Regions from separate parts of the Mus musculus genome. Here region 2 is linked to region 1. Evidence: chromatin contacts called from public HiChIP or PLAC-seq data. All regions are on one chromosome and are shown on one strand. The core of a region is the stretch at or near the end of the contact, and the rest is flanking DNA. Distances in the headings are between cores, read along the strand shown. Region 1 holds the start of 4921507P07Rik (RIKEN cDNA 4921507P07 gene). Region 2 holds the start of C530044C16Rik (RIKEN cDNA C530044C16 gene).

Region 1 (3,140 bases), core at 380-2,879:
CCTCCTGTCTCTGCCTCCCCAGCACTGGGGTGACAGGTTCATGCCACCTTCACTTGCTTTTTATGTCCCTTTTAATGCTTCCTATTTTACTAGGGATCAAATTCACATCTTCAGGCTTGTGTGATCAGCACTGTGCCAGCTGAGACATCTATCTACCTATCCTCGTCTACAAAGAATTATTAGGGGTTTGGCCGTGTGAAATTAGAAGAACACACCTACACAAGGTACTTAGAAACAGAGCCTTATTCTTCCTCTAAAAATCAAGTAAATCACAGGGTTGGGGGTGTAGCTGAGACAGAGTTTGGCGAAATATGTGTCTGTACCCTACATATATCACAGGTGAAAGAGGGTAACAGTTCTACTCTATTCATGGCTGTCATGAGGAGCGAAAGGTCTACAACAAAACACAGCATCATGTTTGCCACCAACTCTGGGATTCTTTCTTGGCAGAAGGTGTTGGTGGGCAGGCTGTTAGTACCGTAGTGCTCTATTAAAACACTCTCCAAGTGAAGGAAGGGGCCATCCTAGGGTTCTAGAACAGGGCTGGAAAGGTAGGTTGGTGGTAGTGTTTGCCTTGCAGGCATGGTCTGGACTCAGTCCCTAGCAAAACACACACACACACACACACACACACTTGTAGAATGCAGTGGAAGAATATGCCTCCCTTGTTATAGCCTACAGCCCTTTTCCAGTTTTAACAGATTAACCATGTAGTTTACTCATGCTTTGCCTTCTCCTTCATGTGATATATGGGAGTGCTCACGTGTGTGTGTGTTATAGAAAAAGTCACGAATGCAACGACATCTTTCTCCTGCGTTTTTCTAACTTTTGTTTTACCTGGCTTGTGAAGCAGTTGGCCGAATAGTTGTTTCGTACGGGGTGTGCAGTCCGTTAGAGTAAAAGGTGTTTGACAGAATGTCAGCTCCTTCAAGGTTCCTGCAGCAGTGGGGCCTGCCGTGAATTACCTCCATGCTTCTTGCCTAAAATGTTAGTCTGGAGATAAGTAAATAGATAAAAATGAAAATTTGGACTTGTAAACTGCCTTGGTTAGACCGGACAGGAAACAGTTTCTGCTGGCAAAATTCAACTCATCGATGCACAAAAACCAGAGGCTTATTTTCTTACTGGCTGTGAGGGTCTGTGGATGCTGTCAAACCTGTGGAGATAAACTGAAGCAAACCTGCAGAGTGGAAGATGAACACATTGTGAAACAATTCATGTCTCACCTCAAATGTAACAATATTCAAGAACAATCAGGTAACTTCTAGCGCGGGGGCCTTTCTAAGCAGGGAGACTCGTCATTAACAGGTCAAGAGCCCTTCCTCTCAAGGCTCTGCAATTCTGTTTCTCAGGCAGTTAAACTGGGTGGTGCGCACCTCTGTCCTCATGGGGGACATTGGGTTCCCCAGAGCGCTGGAGAGAAGCCCGTCCCTTCGGAGGACTCCGGTCCCTAGAAGCCGTGCAGCCAGGGGTCGCACGCACCTGACACATCTGCCCCGGAGCGCTGCCCGACCGCGTCTCCCTTTCTTGTCTCGGGATCTGGTGGGTCTCCTCTCCGCGGGGCGTGGAATTTCGTGGTCTTCCGCACCTGCGGGCCCCGGGAGCGTGCGGGCAGGTGCGGGGGAAGAAGGCCAGAGGGCTGCGGGCAGGCCGGGGCGGGGTTGAGGCTGCCTGTGACGGCGGCGGTGACCGCGCACTAGGTAACACATCCTGAGGGTGGGGCGCTGGCCGACGTGTGGCGGGGAGCCCTTCAGAGGATCTTAGACCACCAGAATTGGAAGAGAAGCCGGAAGTGAGGAAAGAGGGCTTTGTGGCTAGGGGAAAGGTGGAACCGCCGCGTTTCCGCTTCAACCTCATGCCTGGCCCCGGAGTCTTAGCGCCTTTAAACTCCTGCATGTGCCAGAGGCGCTCAACTACAGACTCGGCCCCGCCCCTGCGCCCCGCCCCCTTCTCAGGCCCCGCCCACCCGCCTCTCTTCGCGGTCCCTGGGGCCTTTTTCCTTCAGGCCTGGTCCCGCCCTTCTACCCAAGTCCCACCTCTTCCCTCCCTCGCCCCACCTCCTGAGGGCACCAGTCCAGTCCTAGGCCCCGCTCCGGCTCCGCTGCCTCACGCCCCGCCATAGGCTGACCTCAGGCGCCCTCTGGCGGCGCTGGCTTGGCAGACTATCTGATCTACAGTTGCCCTAAGTTGGGTGGGTGAGCATGCTTTCTCAAGGTGTGAGGGAAACAAAAGCTCTGGTCCTGGGAAGGAGAGAGAGAAGATCTTTGTGTAAAAAAAAAAAAACAAAAAACAACAACAACAAAAAAAAACAGATTGTTACAGTTTGCAGTGTGATGTGCTCTTAAGTTCGTCAGAGTTACAGAAAAGCCCAAGGCAAGGAGGTATCTTTTCTACTAGCTGGTGGTTCACCCAGCTTCTCACAGCTCAGAAGAGTTGGAGATCTACTGGTAGCCTATTGAACACTATATCAGAGAAAGGGACACTCTCAAGTCCTAAATTATGGATAAAGCTCTTGCCATAAACCAACAGGATGAAGAATTTGGGAAGGGTGCAAGCCCTGGCCTACAGGAAGGGAGCTGGACTTTCATGGTATCAGGGGAAAAGCCATCATCTTTCTTCAAATCAGTACAGCAGCAGTGTTTGGCTTTTCTCAGTGCTTATGTTGCTTTCTGCAGAATTGAATATTAAAAACTGCTTGGTTTACAAAGGTCTTTTGAATTTATTATTTCCAATTAAGAGACAAGGGAAACCTGCATATCAGATCTTACACTCTCCTGACTCTTCGAGGAGCCAGAACAGTTAACACTCCCTCCCCCTGATGACTCTCGGGCGGGGGGAGGGGGGCAAATTCCAGCCTTGGGAACAGACGAAAAGCAGCATAGTCTAGCCTCCACATCACTGAAATGCACACCCCCTTTTGATTAACAACCAACATTTCTCCTGTGCAGAAGGGTCCTGCCCTTGAAGGAAGCAGAGGCTAATATCCTTGAAATGATAAAAGCCCACTCTGGGACTATGGAAAAGAGACAATTAAGTGTCCCCAGACAGCTGTGACGTTTGTAGAAATACACCAACTTCTGATAGCACAAGTTTCTTTTCCCAGATCACAAAGGTCCCTTTCCAGCTGCGCGGCTCTGCCC
Region 2 (2,788 bases), core at 242-2,741, 180 kb after region 1:
TCATGTCTTTATCTTGTCACAGTTCATGAAATTGACATGGTCACCTCCGTTCAGTAAGAAGACATTGAGGCTCAGGGACAGTAACTAGCTTGTGCAAGGTCACCTAAGCCTGTCAGTGACAACTGAAAAAATTAAGTCAGACCTCCTGTCTCCAAAGTCCCTCTGAATTCGCAGACCTCTCCAGCAAGGGTTCTGGAAGGATGTTAGGGAAGGCTGACATTCCAGCCAGACCTGGAAGTGGGACAAATTCAACTTGACTCCTTGCTGAGAGATGGAGTATATGTTAGGCAACCAATCCAGACAGGAGCGTATGACAAGGTTCTAGATTGGTTCCAGGCCAGTGCCAAGCAAGCCGCACTCAGAAGTGAGGTAAGGTTAGCTGATGGTACCATGGCTTAAAGGTTTCCCATGCTTTCATGCTCTGATGGAAATTGACTCTGCTTTTCCTTAATTTGCTAGGGAAACTTCTAGAGAAAAGAAACTCTTTTCTTGCATGGAGAGGTGACAGGAGTGTTTGCATACCTGGATGGCCCCAGAGAATTTATAGCCAATCCCTGGAGCTAGCTCGCTCGCTCTCTCTCTCTCTCTCTCTCTCTCTCTCTCTCTCTCTCTCTCTCATTAATTTTATTTATTTAATGTATGAGTGCTCTATAGCATACATATCTGCCTGCCTGAAGAGGGCATCAGATTCCCCTATAGATGGTTGTGAGCCACCATGTGGTTGCTGGTTGCTGGGAATTGAACTCATGACCTCTAGAAGAGCAGCCAGTGCTTTTAACTGCTGAGCCATCTCACTAGCCCCACTGTAAAGGTTTCGGAACCATCCAAAAAGCATGCACCAATTCTTTCCCTTCCTCTGTCCGTGATGCAGCAGCATTAGAGAATCCAGGAGGTTGAACCTATGTGACAAATAATTTGTGTCCAAAACTCCAGCTATGAGGAAGCTCATCGGTGTAGAAGGAGATGAAGTCAAGGCCGTGTGGGAGGGGAGATCTGAGTCCCGATCCTCAGCTCCTGCTGATGATGTGACATCATGACATCCTGGCACCCTCCATAGAGCTCTCAAGAGGCAAGGCAGGCTGCTCTTCAAACCAGCTCCTGGAAGGGAGAACACTGCCAAGCAAGGGACAAATCTGACTGAGATGTAACTTATAAAACATAGGGAAATGACAACGTGAACAGTTATTTTTCTCTGGAGACACACATAACAAATGGCACATTCAAATCAGCGCTGCGAATGTTAAGTAGTCTCTACATGTGCCTGGCCCTGTGACTACACAGTGCGGATTCCTGGGCTCTCCTTTCAGTCACTAAGAAGGTTTTCCCTAGATTCCCTACTGGGAACCATCTCCCAGGGATTTCTGGTTCAGGATGGCTGAAGCCCAGTGGGTCCTGTGACTCTGGCTTTCTGATGCAAGGGCCATCTGAGTTCATTTTGAGATGCTGAGACCAACCCCTATCCATTCAGAAGCCATTCGGTGTCCCTTCTTCAATTAGTTCCTTATCGTGGGGCTGCTGAAAGCATTGTGAGTATCCAGAGATGAATTAATGAGGGCTGAAAAGATCCAGAGATAGTTACATGCAAAGATGAAAAGGGCCCATTAGAATATCGGGATAAATAAAATCTGCCCTCCGCCCATTTCAGAAGACTTAATGGAACGTCGCAAAGTGTTCAGAAGGAGTTGTTCTGAGGCCTGGAGGGAGGCAGACACCGCCATTCCTGTCTGATACTTGGGGCTGTAGCTGCTGCAATCCACTCAGGCCCTCAGCTCTGGTCCAGGTCAGTGTGATGTTAGGGATAAATGTGTGTGGGGCATCCTTAGAACAAAGCCAGGGAATCGGGAATTTAAATCACTCTGATTTATGCCCAGCTTGTCAACTCTCCTGGGCTTTAGAAATGCTGAATATTCGAGCATTTGCTTTCAGATGTGGCACTTGCTTTCAGATGTGAGGTGGGGCTTGTTCCCAGTTGATTATTAACAATGGGGACCCTGACACTTCAGTGATGCTCAGCTGAAACCTTTAAACTCATCCATTCCTGCTTTGTGACGTGCTAGAGATTCCACGAATTAAGAAAAAAACACTCTATAGGAACATCATCTGACTTTTTTGAGCAGTATTTCTGCGACCAGTTAGTTACCTTGGGGGCGGGGGGCGGGGATGGAGGCTTAAGCATCCTTTATCTGTGTTCACACATCTGAGCTGCCACTCTCTTACTGAGTGTTGGGAATGCACATCAAGTCTATACTAACGAAAAATTCTTTCCTGAAGAGGAGACAATGGCGGGATACTCCTCTACCGCCTGTATTGTGGCTGCTTATTATGTATCTAACAGTGTTCCATGCTGAGCAGAAAACCTGGTTCCTCCTGCCCACGCGGTTACTATAAATGTTTCAATCAATCCCTTTCATGCAGCACAGAGCACAGGAAGCACAATGTGCAGTGACTAAACAAGCCATTTAAATTCTTCTCAGGCAGAGAGGTTAAGAGAGAGGTGGGGGGAGGAGCGGCGAGAGCAGAGATGGCCAAGGTACTGCATTCAAATGTTTTTGATGGGTTTCTAAGATACTTGTCTCTTTTCTCCGAAACAAATGCATTCATGTCCCAGGAAGGAAGGCAACGGAGGAAAATGCTCGCTGGTGAGCTCATGAGAAATGCCAAAGGAGTTGTTTGTGTCGAGCTTCAAATATCAGGGTTTCTTTATTGTGGAGCTTTGAGGCTCAGAGTCAGGCCAAGTGTTTCCATGACAACTAATAGATGTTATGTTTATTTACTGAGCAGCGGGTGA

Evidence for each region. HiChIP or PLAC-seq counts read pairs in DNA pulled down with a chosen protein or histone mark.
Region 2: a FOXA1 HiChIP or PLAC-seq map of pancreatic cancer cells shows a contact between it and region 1. The contact joins the promoter of C530044C16Rik here to the promoter of 4921507P07Rik in region 1. A contact is called at or near these places in 6 of 39 promoter capture datasets (the 3T3-L1 cell line, 3T3-L1-derived adipocytes, cranial neural crest and 2 more), 1 of 484 Hi-C or Micro-C datasets (cortical neurons) and 1 of 115 datasets of contacts at active chromatin or transcription factors (pancreatic cancer cells).

The regions. Positions count from the first base shown.
Region 1 is chr6:50,594,961-50,598,100 of GRCm38.p6, forward strand. 4921507P07Rik (RIKEN cDNA 4921507P07 gene) reads right to left here and starts at 1,630. Exons shown (of 10, transcript NM_027564.3): 1 at 1,483-1,630; 2 at 838-993. The coding sequence starts at 971.
Region 2 is chr6:50,774,624-50,777,411 of GRCm38.p6, forward strand. It overlaps C530044C16Rik (RIKEN cDNA C530044C16 gene), which reads left to right and starts at 1,492. Exons shown (of 5, transcript NR_045984.1): 1 at 1,492-1,526; 2 at 1,646-1,780.